Linked DNA regions of Mus musculus: regions 1 and 2 are each linked to region 3. The links are chromatin contacts, called in public HiChIP or PLAC-seq and promoter capture Hi-C maps. All regions are on one chromosome and are shown on one strand. Each heading gives the region's core, a stretch centred on a gene start, on an enhancer-like site or on the middle of the called end of the contact. The rest is flanking DNA. Distances are from core to core; before and after follow the strand shown.

Region 1 (4,597 bases), core at 1,733-4,232, 500 kb before region 3:
CAGCCATGGGGTTTTCACTCATTCATGTATTCATTGATGACTTCAGCTCATCTAACATAGTAAATCTGGCTGGCTTCCTATGCTTAGGTACCATGCATTCATCTAATCACATCTTCCCTAGCAAACCTCCTACCTGGCACTCTCCCAGAGTCCTTTCTGCCTCCCTGATGTCCCACCTCCTATTTCCTGCCTAGGCCATTGGCCATCAAATTTATTATTGACAGGAGTCACATCCATACAGATACAAGATATGCAATTTTAGAGGGAGAAAAGAGCTGTCTTGGGAAAGAAGGAGACAATTTGCCTATGCTGTCCCTCTCATTGGCCTAATTTTAATCCCCCTTTCTTCTAGTTAACCCCTTCTCATTCTTCTGGTCTTAGTTGAAATGCTTCCTCTTCACTGAACTTCTTCAGTGAGGTCAAACCGAAGCTCTGTTGTAAGCACATGTTCTCTTGGTGCCATGAAGGTCCAACTGATACATGGAATAACAAACAGAAGCAACCACTCCCTGGGCCCGTGATAATTAGTGTGCAATTTTAATGTGGACCATGTAACTTGTATCAACCAATAGTACCTAGGAATCCATGATAATTAGGCAGACACTTTAAAAGCATGTGTACAATGGGACTTGCCATGTCTTGCTGGCCAGTTTAGAAAGAAGCTATCTGAAGAATCCAGGCTGACCTGGTGGAAAATAAAAGGCATGTTGCCTCAGCTGACAGGTTCCCTGCTGCATGCATGGCATGTTAGGCCACCTGTATCTGTCTACTTTATATTATCATCATAAAATACCTGTGGCTAGTGGGCTGAAGCAGTGGATCAGAAGTTATGAGGGCTTATTGCTCGTGCAGATGTTCGTTTCATTCCCAGAACCGACATGGTGGCTCACAACAGCCTGCAACTCCAGTTCCAGGGAAACCTTTCTCTGGCCTTCCTGTGCACACAAGGTGCATATAAACTCAAGAGGCATTCACATAAACATAATAAATAAATAAATAAATAAATAAATAAATAAATCTTTCAAAAATACTTCAGGCTGACAAGTGTATACAAATACATGTTGATTTGGTTCACAATTCTGGCTAGTAGCTCTGCTCTGATAGACTTCATATAGTGGATTTGGTCATGATGGTAGCAACAGGTATAGATGGAAAAAGTCACATCCAGGTGGGGTAAGACTCTGGTCTATAACCTTTCCAGAAACTAATAATAAGAGACTCAAAAAAACAAACAAACAAACAAACAAACAACCACACACACCTTAATCCCTTCCAAGAGCGGTAGTCTCCATGGCTTTTAGGCTGCTCTCTAAATGTCCACACCTCTCACCATACATTAAAGAGCAAACCAAGCCTCTGCGTCATGTACTCTTTGAGAACACTCAAACCATATTCAAATTGGCCAGTTCTGCTTCAGCCTTCAGGGTACTCAGGCACTGTTTTGCACTAGGCTGGATTGGAAAAAATGAAGAATCACCAGACAGGGTGGGTCCTGGGTCTGCAGGAACTCTGTTGGCTGGACGTTTTTCCAGAGTTACAGCTCTCTTTATTTGAGGAAAATAAGGGCTATATAAACCTTGGGTAGTGGGTAGGTATTTTTCAGGGTGAGTGTACATTATTGGTTGGTACTGAGGTACTGGGAATGCTTCATCTGCATGAAGAGGAATTCCAGGTGCTTAAGCCTGTAATGTAGCCACCAGGCTATGTGACTACCTCAATGGTGGTAGAGGTGTGGGTCACAAGGATACATGCACTACCATGGCATGCAGGCCCAGAACAAGGAGGGAGCAATTCTTACTCCTACTGGTCTTAAGATGAGCTTTTAGGGGGTGGGGTTGGACACATCTGGCTCCCTACCTCCCAATTGCAGAACTTATTTGCTCAGCACCATAGCATTTAGTGAAATTATACTGCTAGTAACAGACTCGCCACCTGGAAAGGCAGGAAAGAACCTAGCTGAACAGAACCAAAGAAGAACCATCTGTGTCGTTTACAGAATCCTAAACTGACTAGTGGAGTTGTGGAAGCCACTAGGCCTTATAATTTGTTTATACAACGAAACCTGACACGGTAGCACATTTCTGGGCTGTGTTATATGTGTTTGACTGTTTGGCTAGCTTTATCATTCCACCAAGGCTGTGAGCACTGTAAGAGCAAAGACTTTATTCTCAGAAATTATGGGCATTTGAGAAGTAGACAAAGCTTGAAGTTGGACCCCAAGTTCACTCGGAAGAGAAGACTCCCTCTCAGAAGCTAGAGGAAGGCTCTGGGTTATCTGTGACTCTTCCAATTGGGGAACCTTCATTCAGGCCCATACCTCGACTGGGTCTAACAATCTTTTTCACAAAGTAGAAACTCAGTTACCTGCAAGAGGGGGAACAGATGGCATTAAAGACCAGTAAAGATGAGGGAGTAAGCACTGGTGTGCTTTTTTTTCTGTTTCTGTTTTGTTGTTACTGTTCTTATTTTTATTGTTGTTATTGTTGTTTGTTTGTTTCTGTTTGGTTAATTTGACCAAAGTTAGAGTTACCCGAGAAGAGGGAACATTCAGAAAATGTCCCTATCAGATTGACCTGTAGGCTGTTTTCTTGATTGATGATTGACATGGAAGGGTAGACAGTATTGCCCCTGTGCAAGAGGTCCTGGGGTATATAAGAAAGTCAATCAAATAGGCCAGCCAGCAGTGTTGCTACATGGCCTCTGCTTCAATTCCTGCCTCCAGGTTCCTGCCCTGAGTTCCTTAAAGAACTGTGACTTGGGATATGTCAGCCAAAGAAATCCTTTCCTCCTCAACTTGATTTTTGTCGGGGTCTCATCACAGCTATAGAAATCTAACTTATAGAGCGGTTCTTTTCCAAAGGCAGCTTCCACGAGCCCACACGTTGTCTCATTCAACAGAGAAGCACAGGGACAAGCTTCGCATTAAGTCTGAACCCCGTTCACCTTTATTTTCCTGTACCCCTTCCGGTTGCTGGTGGGTTGGTTTTCCTCCTTCGCTCCCAGAAGCCTGGGAGGGCTAGAGAGCTGCAGGAGCTGAAGGAGGATGCTTGGTGTTCCCTCTGCCCCATGCCCTCTGGTCTCCCTTGCCCTGCTCTTGACCGCCGGGGCGCGCGCCGCGTCGCCACGGAAACGCCGGGCAGGCGGGGCGGCGCGCACTGCGCGCTCTCAGCTCCCGGTAGAAGTGGCGGCGTCGCCTGCTCCCGCGCGCCCTGGCGGCCCGGAGCCGCGCTCGTTGGGCTCCCATCCTGGGTCCCGGGCGGCGGGAAAGGCAAGATGTTGAGGCGCAATCTGGATGAGCGGTAACCGCCGGGGCCTCGTCGTGCAGGCTGCCCGAAGGAAAGGGCCGGGTGGGAGAGAGGAGCCGGGCCGAGGGCCTGGAAGCCGGTTGGGGCGGGAGGAGGCCGCACGGTCCCCGTGGCGCTCTGCAGTCCGTCCACCCGGATGAGGCGAGTGCCGGGCCGAGAGAGTCTCCCGGCCGATCGGTCCCCCTGAGCTGGGCCGGGCCCTGCCGCGGTACAGAGCCCGGGAGGCCGCAGGTGCCCAGGCCGCAGCAGCGCCGCCCCTTCTCGGCCCACCAGGCCCGGGCCCTTTCCCGGGCCTGCAAGGTTCTAGGCAGGACCAGAGCCTGCGTGAGGTCCTAGAGAAGGCGCGGGCCTCTGGAAGAGTTGGGAATGTTGCCCTTCAGGGCTTTAGGGAGGCCCGGGAATGTTTGCACGTAAAATTAACGGGGCACCTTCTTACTGTTTTAAGAACAGTGTTCTGTGTCTCCTTTTTCTAGAGATGCTCAAACAAAACAACTGCAGGATGCTGTCACAAATGTGGAGAAGCATTTTGGAGAGCTTTGCCAAATCTTTGCTGCTTATGTACGGAAAACTGCCAGGCTTCGAGACAAAGCCGACCTCCTAGTGAACGAAATCAACCTGTATGCCTCTACCGAGACACCAAATTTAAAGCAGGGTCTGAAAGACTTTGCTGATGAGTTTGCCAAACTTCAAGATTATCGCCAGGCAGAGGTATGAAGTGAGGTTCTGGTGTCATAGCCAAATTCCTACAAAGTGTGTAAAAATTGTGGACTTTTCGTTGTAACCTACCCAGCAGTGGTGAATGTACCCTTGATAAATGCCTTTCCTGTCTGTAACAGTGTGGGTTCGCTATATGGAACCTTTCTGTGACCTGATAGCTTTCAAACTAAACGTCAGGTGTGGTTGAAGTCTGAGTTTACCACTGCATTTGCCAACAGGGTAACAGGGAACATGCATCCAGAAAAGGTAACCTATATAGCAGTCGTGCAGAAGAAAAGCACCTGTATGGCCTGTGTGGGCCAAGTGCGTTTTAAAGAATGACTAGAAATGGAAATGCTGAAAATGACAAAATCACAAAGTACTAATAAATGGGCTACACGTTGCTGATTTTCCCATGGTTTGAAAGTCGAACGAAATCGGAAAGCTATGATTTATAACACAAGTGATACAGCTGAGAGGCTGGCTGTGTGTTTGCTTTGAGTGACCAGAGCTTTGCTCTTGGGAGATCTTTCTAAAATACAGTCTTTTCTTAATACTGCATAAGCGTTTTCACTTACTTCTTATAGGTACCAGTT
Region 2 (4,488 bases), core at 1,361-3,860, 320 kb before region 3:
CTTGGCTTTGAATCTCGACTTTCTTATGGCCTTGAGGCAAATGACTTTACCTCTCTCCTCTGAACCAGTTTCCTTATCAGTGCAATAGGGTTCTTCATGATTTCTTCCCTCTACAGTTCTTACAAGGATAATGCTAGGTAAGAGGATAGTACATTGTCTAACAATGGGGTGGATTTCCTGTTATTATTGTAACACAAAGAGCTCAAGAAGGTGCTTTGGAACCCATGGGCACTGTTTTCAACTCAGGCCAGAGAGGGAAACAATGTTTGGAAAGGTTTCCTGCAACAGAAGAATGGCCTAAGATGAGACTTGAAGTTTAATTAGCAACTAGCTAAAAGGAAAGGGAGAGAGGAAGGTTATGCTAAAGGTACTTAGGGGAACTGTCCTGGGACAGCAGAAGCCTCAGAAGGACTTCACAGAACAGCGGAAGACTCAGACTGGCTTCCTTGGAAGGTCTCTCTGGAAGCAGATAGATGGCAAAGTGGAGGAGAAACCAGAAAATGGCGAAAGGGAGGTGTTGGCTTTGATGGCTTTATTTTTAGTCTCTCTCTGTATCTGTCTGTCTGTCTGCCACCCATGTGCATGTGTACATAATGAGGGTTATGTATGCTATAACATGTACTTGGAAGTAAGAGAACGAATCCATAGTTTGTTCTCTCCTCCTACCTTTACCAGAATTCTGGAGATCAAACTCAGGTCACCATGAGGTTGCTGGCATGGCAAGCAATCTTACCCACTGAGCTATCTCACTGGTCCTGTGACAGTTAATTTAGTGTGTCAATTGACTGGGCCAGCCAGTGAGCTGTCCAGATAATTGGACAACTCTGCAAGAATGTTTCCAAGTGGGGTTAACATGTGACTCCGTAGAGGTGAAGCAAGCTGTCCCCCACCCCAGTGCAGATGACTCTACTCCATCAGCTAGTTGGAGACCTGAATAGAACAAAAGGAATGAATAAGAAGAACTCTTTCCTTTTGCTTGATTGTCTCCAAATTGGGTGCAACTCTTCTGCCTGTTGACTCTGACTTAGTTCTGAGCTTATACTATCCATTCTCTTGGTACTCTGGCCTTTGGCTGCACCACTGAGTCTCCTGGGTCTGGAACAGCAGTCTCCAACATCAGAAGACATGAACACATTACCATTCTGTCTCCTTGTACTTCAGGATAACCCTCATGCACTGGAGTAAACTAATGCCGCCTCCTGTCTAGCTAAGTTGCCTTTCCAACAAGTATCTAGGCAGACCAGGAACTCCCTTGAGACCCTTCTAGTCCCTGCTTCTCCATGATCCACAATCCGTATCTTAGAACTACAGACCTTTTGAAATTTGCATTCAGCATCTGGTTTGACTTTCTTCTTTTTCTTAGTCCCCTCTTTACCACTATCACCATGCTAAAGACACCCCATCCCTCAGACATTTGTACCTCTTGCACCAACCATCTCCATTCTCTGCTGTGCCCTTCCCCATTCTCTCTCTGGCTGGATAAGTGCTAGCAAGCATTTGAAATCCATCTTAAGTGTCACTTCATCAACATGTCCATCCCCAAAGTTATACAGCCCCAGTTATGCTCCATTCTGTATGAAAGAGTGTTCTCCATTGTGGCAGGAATGAATCTTTTCATGGCACCTATTTCTATCACTAGATAGAAGGCTTCACAGTTTCAGCTTTGGACCCCAGGGATCTAGCAAATAAGAGGAATTCGGGCCCTGAGTGCTGGAATTCTGAATATAAGTAGGAACATGAAGGTGTGGTAAAAAGATGCAAGGCACAAAGGAAACAGATTGAAGCTGTACTACATCCCCCAAGGCAGACTTCTCTTTAGATGTTGTCCTACTTAGGGTTTTACTGATATGATAAAATATGATGACCAAATGCAATTTGGGGAAGGAACGTGTCTATTGTATCACAGTCCATCACTGAGAGAAGTCAGGGCAGGAACCTAGAAGCAGAAAGTAAATAAAGCAGAGGCCATGAAGGAATGGGCCTTGCTGAGGCCCACCTGTCCAGGGATGGTGTCACCCTTACTGGGCTACTCCTCAGCAATCTAACCAATGTCCCACAGATTTGCCTCAAAGTCAGTCTAATGGATACATTTTCTCAACTGAGGTTCCTTCTTCTCAGATGACCCTGGGTTGTATCAAGTCAACAAAAACTAAGCAGCAGAGATGTCTTGTTTAGTAAACATGTTGTCTTTCCTAGCAACCATATACACTGTGGCCTTGTTTTCATAAAATTTATTTTTGTAAAAGTTCTTATCAGTTTCTAACTGGGCTTTGTTGTGTGACTTTTCCTCGTGAGAGGTCTGCAATGTTCATTCATTCCAGATACGGTGCCAATGAGTGATCAAAGAAAGGATTTTACCAAGGTCTATGTTGACCCAGTCAGTTTATTGGGGTTATCCACAGGGGTAGGGGTGGCACACAAGCAGCCACAGCATTGAAAAGATCACCCCAGCATGGGTGATGACTCAGGAAAAGTGTATCCCTGAGAGCCCCCTGCCCAACATGCTGCAGCTGCACTGAAAAAAAGAGTCTTACAGGCCTCCACCCAGCCCTCACCCCACCCCAGCAATATCAACTTGGGAAGGAGTCTCACAAATCTTGTAACTTTCCAAGCCTTCCGCGTCCTCTGAGCCACTCCCCATTTCCTCCAGGAAGGGAAGTTTCAATCTGGAGGAAACAGTTACACTGAAAGGCCTGAAGAGCCTTGCGTGATTTCATACTGGAGAAAGTTCCAGAACATACGTATTCTGCCTGGTACTTCTAGGTTCATTGATTCCCATGATATCAGTATCCATTGATGGCATGGTTTAATGTGAAATTAACATTTTAAACAGGATAGAAGTTCAAGAGAATATTCTCTGCTCTTTTTTTTCAATGATGACTAAACACACACTCAGGGTTTTGAAAGTCAAGCTCTGTAGCTCATACAGTGTGAAAACCATAGAGTAGTTAGTCATGTTTTGTAATGAAGCTTGGCAAAATCTAATGCGAAGATTAAAAGGGAAAACAGATTTATTTTTGGCAGTTGACAGTTTAGGCCTGGTGAGTTTCTTATCCTGACTCCTATTAAGCAAGAGGAGAAAACACCTAAATATAGGATCTTAAGAATGAAACTCCAGAGGGGATAACAAAAGTTGGTTTCATTATGTTAAAAGCAATGCAAAGACCAGAAAAGAAAGTGCTTGACACCATTAGACCGTACAGGCAGTTGGCCTTGATGTTTTGCTGCTGAGCAACTGGGGAAATGAGTTATTTCCACTGTGGCCCAAAGCTGCAGGTTTCTCCTATGACTCATCCATTAAAAAGCTTGGTATGAGGAAGGGCTTTGAAGCCTTGTGGCCTCTCTCTGTTAACCCATCGGTGTAAAGCCAGGCTGGACTTCAGCAGGAGTTTTGTGGGTCAGTTTTATTGGGACACTCTGAGGTTTGAGGTCAAGTGATTTCATCCTTCATTTTAAAAAATACATAATTGCAATTTTGTATGTACACATGGATAGCCACAACACCTTCAGACCAATTCTTATTCTCCATTCTGCAGGCTAATGTAAACATGACCACCTTAACTTTGGGGAACAGTGAACACAGACTTTTCTTTTTCTCCTCTGAGTTAAATGAAGAGATATATGCAAACTGCCTAGCTCAATGCCTCACACATACTCCTTGTTCCCACAGTAGCAGCTAATGAAGGTGTGCTGTTATTAGCATTAATGATATGCGTTGGGTAGATAGCTGGCTAGAAGTCAGAGACCCAGTATGCAAAGTGGCTCAATGAGTCTTTATGCAAAGACTTGGCTTATGCCATTGTAAACCTGTGTTTACTCACCTATTACTTAATCTACTTTCACTTCCTTCCAACTTTCTAACTTCAGCCCTTTTAACCCCGTGAACGTAGTGATCAACACAGGGGGTGCTCATAGCTCCATGCCCCAGGCTTCTTCATTGCTCCTGACATTGTCTTCAGCCAGAGCAGGTCTTATGTCTGGCCTTCTGTGAAGCAAGAAGAGCTCTGAAATGGTTGGCTCTGTGTGGCTGCATAAATGCTTTGCAAAGCCACAACCCAAAAGATGTTTGCTGCAATGTTTTCCAAATCCAGGGACAGCCTGACTAAAAAGTCTTTTAGTAAAAGCTTGTTCTCAGATAAAACTCAAATTTGTCTGAGTCAGTAACAAGAGATACTATTTCATTTTCAGTGAGAAAGATGGCAACTTTGTCCCATAAACCCGATGGAATTTAATCATTTCAACTTGGGAATAGAAAACTTTTACTTGAAAAAATAAAACTGCCCACACTAGCTTTAGATAAGGGGCAGACGATGAGGACAGTATAATTTCTGCCCCTTGCATCTAGATGGCTTGTTCCCCTTCAAAGCCTTCGTCAGACATTTTGCTAAGTCTTCCCACAACTGTGGCACAGGCAGGTGGGGCAGCTCCCAGAATACAGCCATTGCTTAAAGAAGAAAGCTGGTCTCCAGAGGTCATGTGACTCTTGCT
Region 3 (4,486 bases), core at 931-3,430:
GTCCGGTGATGGTAGGACTTTTGGGGAGTGACTCTAAGGCAGACTGTACCTGCTCAGTACAGACAAGTTGCTCTTGTTTTTTTCCAAATGCTTTTTCATTGGAATTTTGTTGAATCAATGGATGTATAGTCGAGAGGGCTGACTGTTTTTCATGAATCTTTTCCATGCTAGATTCTGAGGTACAGTGGCAGGCTGTTCCTTCATGGAGGGGCCAGAAGGGCTGCTTAGAAGGCAGGGCAGTGTGACAGTGAGGGGCAGCTAAGCATAAAGGAGCAGTGTGCCTCCCACATCCAGCAGCCTCACTTAGACACCCGGGGGCACAGTCAGGCTTCAGTTCACATGGGTGGATCCAGGCCAGGCCACGTGCTACCTGCAGAGCCCAGTCCCCCATCCTGAAGTGTAGATCCACCAGAGCCACTTCTGCAGCTGGTTTACATCCTGTCTCTGTTTTCTTCTCCACACAGGGCATCTGTCTCTGTGTTGATGCTAAAAGTCTGTTGGAGTCTGGCTGGCTGCATCTCATGGATTTCTCTAGCAGGCTGATTTGTAACTTTCTTGGATAACAGATTTTTTTTTAAAAGTGACTTTATCCTTTAGCCAAACATTTTGCCTGTAACTTCAGGGATCCTGTCTGTGCTAGGAAACACCTGGTGAATTCTCAGTGCCTTTGACACGAGGTGGAAGGGACATGCAGTGATCTTGACTGTGAGACACTGGCACAAGGGCAAAGGAGCCTCTTGGAAGTCACCTCCTGGGAAATGTTCAACTGAATTCTCCCTACTCATGTTCACACTTGGTGAGCTGTTTGCCTTCCAGAGCTCTTGCTATGCTCCAAGGAATGGAAAGAACGGCTCTGATGCTGCCCTGGGGGGTGGGGGTGGCCACCACATCTGCCTTTGCCATGCACTGGCTTAGTGATCCTGGGCAGGTGTGAAAAAATCGCTCTTCAGTTTTCCTATCTGTGAACCGTTGAGAGTAACAACACTTTAAATGGGTCTGCCTCATGCAGTTGTTAGGGGGAAAAAAGTGAAGAGCCTGGCACATAGTAAGACCTGTGTAAGTGGGCAGGACCATCAGTGATTACAGCAGCCCTTGTGCCCCGCTTTCCTATCTCTCAGGCCCCAGGAAAGACTCCCTAACCTTGATCTTGAGGCTGGTGGAATGGATGCTTGACATTGAGTCTATTACCTGGGAGTCCTGGAAGAGCCAGGCAGATCCACAAATATCTCACAGTGTGAGAGGTCTGGAAGCTGACGTTTCAGAGCCGTGTGGTGGTGTTAGCAATTCCCTGATGTCTTTCATTCTTCTCTCAGGGGTCCAGGGAACTCAAGCTTATTTCTGAGTCTATCTGTCATAGGCTATGAAACGGATCATGCAAAGCAGCAGATGAGAGGAACCCTGCTTCCTTTCCGCAAGTTTCCTGCTGTTTCAGCTGTATATACCTCCTCCCATTCTAGCTGAGTCTTGGGACAGAGGGAAGGGAGGGAGGGTTTCCACTCTGCAGGAAGGCTCCTGTCAATTTGTTTGCTATACCCGTTGCCCCTAGTTTATAGTACTTTGACTTTAAAAGAAAAGTTTTTCAGGCAACAGCTGGGCGAAGAGACTCGCACAGGAGTGGGCACGGAGCCAGCTCTCCTCAGCACTGGCTAAGTGTGAGGCTTGCTTTGCGAAAGAACCAGTCCTGTGACGAAAATCCCAGTTGGGCCGCAGCCTGCATAGGGCTGATGTGAGGCCTGGCCCCACGGGTGAACACAGCCTAGACAGCCTATTTGTTCTTGGCTGACTAGAGATGGCACAGTGCACATCTGGGATGAATCAACTGTTGGCCAGTTACTAAATAATAAAATGCCCAGGCAGAGTGTGAGTCGGTGCCCTGTTTACAGCAGGTTAGAGGCACATGCGCTGTGCTGCCCCAGAGCAAGACATAAAATTACAGGACTGTCGTTTCCTCTCCAGTGGTTCCTGAAATAGGCTTGCTAGGGGTTGCTTTTTTAAAGCAAGTAAGCAAGCATGCAAGCAAGCAAGCAAACCTGCAAACAGACAACCACAAAACAACTTGGAGCCAATGAATTCTTTTCAAACAAGTTTCTTCTGGAAGCCAGGGTTTTGTTTCCTTGCCAAGGGAGCAGGTTCTCTCTAAGTTGCAGAGGGTGCCTCCTGTGAGCTCTGGAGAGACATGAAGGAGGCAGGCTAGCAGCAGCTGGGCTGTGGCAGGCCAGCCAGGCTTCACCCTCCACAGCTCAGTTAGTCCCCCGAATTGCTCTTTTCAAACAGCTGTCTGCCTGCATGCAGGGGCCTCAATTCTCGAGAAGGGTGGTGTCTCTATTGTCCTAGGCTGCATAACCTTTCTGCTAATGTCCTTTGCAGTGTATTAGGTGTAATATCACATGCCGAGAGAGACCCTTCCAGGACAGAACAATCGAGCTGGGGGAGACCGAAGCGTACTTCTATACACAGTGAAATGGCCAGACTTAGGAAAAGAACATCCCCAGATGGAACACACAACACAGTGGATGACCTGCCTCCTCCTGTGCTAGGTGAGAAACAGGAAGGAGACTGAGGAAGGGGTCAGGGCTTCCACAAGAGGTGGCCCACGCTGGGCTTTCAAAACTCTGTGATTAGACAATGAGATCCTGCCCACAGTAGTGACAGTGACTGTGTACAGGGCAATCTGCTAAGCTGTATGCATGTATTAATTCTGTCTACCAGTGATTTCTGGTGGATGCTAGGATATTTTTTAGATGAGAGAAGAGCAGATCAGAGAGGGTAAGAAATACATTCAAAGTCACACAGCTGGTATGAGTAGTAGTCTATCTAAATTTGAACACAAGAGTCCATTTTTAAAGTATCAGATTCTCTCTTCTAGTGGTTGGGGAATGCTGCCTCAGCTGCTCCAGGTTCTGCTTGTCTTATCAGGAGACCCTGACTGCACTTTTCTTGGCACTGTTTTGTTTGTGTGCTTGTTTGTTTTGTGTCTTAGTTTAACATCCAGCCTGTTCTCTAACTCTCTATGTAGCTTGGGTTGGCTTTCAACTTGTGATCAACTTGCCTCAGTCTCTTGAAAGCTAGAGTTAGAGATGAACATCACCATGGGGCCAATTTCTGCTGTTTTTGAGATGTTTCTGTGATGAGTAGTCTTGAAAGTTAGCAGTGATGTTGCTTTCTGGAACAGAGGGCAGGCATGCTCACTGCTCATTGCAGAAGACTCCAGTTCTGTAAACACTGGCTTCCCCTTCTGTCAGACAATTCCTCTGCACGAGCAGGCATCAGCTGCCCCTTCATAGCAGACCCTCCCCAAGAGAGACGGTGCTCACGGGGCTGCCTTCTGTGCTGCAGTAGTGAATGTCTTTGTTTCTGACCCTAGAGTTTCATGCCTCCTGCTCATGCCTCTTTGAACTGTGTTAAGACAAGCCATCTGTCTAAGTCACTTTCCTATTACTGTGATAAAACACCTTGACCAAGGCAACTTATGGGGTGAAGGATTTATTTGGTTTCTGGCTCCAGATGGGTAGAGTCCACGGTGGCAGAGCAAAGGCAGCAGGCATGGTGACAAGAATAGCAAGCCGGGAGCTCACATCTTGATCCTCAATCAGGAAGGAAGGACAGTGTACTGAGGCACGAGTCTTTACATTCTCAAAGTCCACTTTCTGTGACATACCTCCTCCAGTATATTCCTGTGACATACCTCTTCCTTCCTAATCCTACCCAAACAGGGCCACCAAGTATTCAGACATCTGAGCCTATAGGGGGTACACTCATTCAAACCACCACACCAGTACTTTTTAAGTAGAGAAAAATCTTAGTCCTTCATAGATTTTGATAGTTGTGTGTGGCATGTATGTGGTGTGTGGTGTATATGTGTGTGTGTGGTGTGTGGTGTGGTGTCTGTGAGTGTGGTGTGTGTGTGTGTATGTATGATATGTGTGTATAGTGTGTAGGTTGTATATGTGGTATATAATGTGTATGTCGTGTGGGTGTGTGTGGTGTGTGTATATTTATGGTACGTGTATAGTTTGTGTGTATGTGTGTGTGGTGTGGCATGTGTATGGTATGTGTGTGTGGTGTGGTATGTGTAGTGTGTGTGGCATGTATGTGTATTCTGTATGTGTGTATATATGGTATATGCACAGTGTGTAGTGTGTCTGTGTATGTGAGGTGTGGTATATATGTGTGTATGTGTGTGTGTGTGTGTGTGTGTGTGTGTGTGTGTGTGTAGTGTGTGCAATATGTATGGTGTGTGTGTGGTGTGGTATGTATATGTAGTGTGTGTGTGTGGCATGTATGTGTGTGGTGTGTGTAGTATGAGTGAGTGTGTGTGTGTGTTTGTATTCTGTACACACATACTTGCACGTGGGGATTAGGCGATATAGAAGTTAGGAAGACTGGGGAAGAGGTGGGGTCTGTAGATGGAGAAGGGAGGTAGGAAGGCGAAGCCTTTGGTGGGGATGAGCATACACAGAGTTACAGCATGGAGAGCTGGGATGGA

What was found. Promoter capture Hi-C pulls out the DNA fragments that hold promoters and counts their contacts. HiChIP or PLAC-seq counts read pairs in DNA pulled down with a chosen protein or histone mark.
Region 1: a promoter capture Hi-C map of 3T3-L1-derived adipocytes shows a contact between it and region 3, with 4 times the contacts expected there. The contact joins the promoter of Cibar1 here to the enhancer-like site in region 3. A contact is called at or near these places in 10 of 39 promoter capture datasets (the 3T3-L1 cell line, 3T3-L1-derived adipocytes, the C10 cell line and 5 more), 1 of 15 datasets of contacts at CTCF or cohesin (the NIH/3T3 cell line), 1 of 484 Hi-C or Micro-C datasets (bone marrow-derived macrophages) and 1 of 115 datasets of contacts at active chromatin or transcription factors (large pre-B cells).
Region 2: an H3K27ac HiChIP or PLAC-seq map of vascular smooth muscle cells shows a contact between it and region 3, with 6 times the contacts expected there. The contact joins two enhancer-like sites. A contact is called at or near these places in 4 of 115 datasets of contacts at active chromatin or transcription factors (epiblast stem cells, fibro-adipogenic progenitors, large pre-B cells and 1 more).

The regions. Positions count from the first base shown.
Region 1 is chr4:12,170,400-12,174,996 of GRCm38.p6, reverse strand. Cibar1 (CBY1 interacting BAR domain containing 1) reads left to right here and starts at 2,982. Exons shown (of 9, transcript NM_026558.5): 1 at 2,982-3,299; 2 at 3,779-4,013. The coding sequence starts at 3,067. Gm46846 (a long non-coding RNA gene) reads right to left here and starts at 964. Exons shown (of 2, transcript XR_001784247.2): 1 at 1-964.
Region 2 is chr4:11,988,858-11,993,345 of GRCm38.p6, reverse strand. The region is part of intron 4 of 1700123M08Rik (RIKEN cDNA 1700123M08 gene); the gene reads right to left. Among named protein-coding and RNA genes, the nearest start is that of Gm52722, 4.2 kb to the left of the region's middle. Within about 2 kb of position 2,610, at least 163 of the 459 cell types and tissues checked have an H3K27ac peak or open chromatin away from gene starts, as enhancers often do. A contact at or near this core is called in fibro-adipogenic progenitors and vascular smooth muscle cells, where this site is marked.
Region 3 is chr4:11,670,160-11,674,645 of GRCm38.p6, reverse strand. It overlaps Gm35884 (a long non-coding RNA gene), which reads left to right. Exons shown (of 4, transcript XR_881129.1): 2 at 2,368-2,537. Among named protein-coding and RNA genes, the nearest start is that of Gm35884, 3.8 kb to the left of the region's middle. Within about 2 kb of position 2,180, at least 104 of the 459 cell types and tissues checked have an H3K27ac peak or open chromatin away from gene starts, as enhancers often do. A contact at or near this core is called in 3T3-L1-derived adipocytes, the NIH/3T3 cell line, fibro-adipogenic progenitors and 2 more, where this site is marked.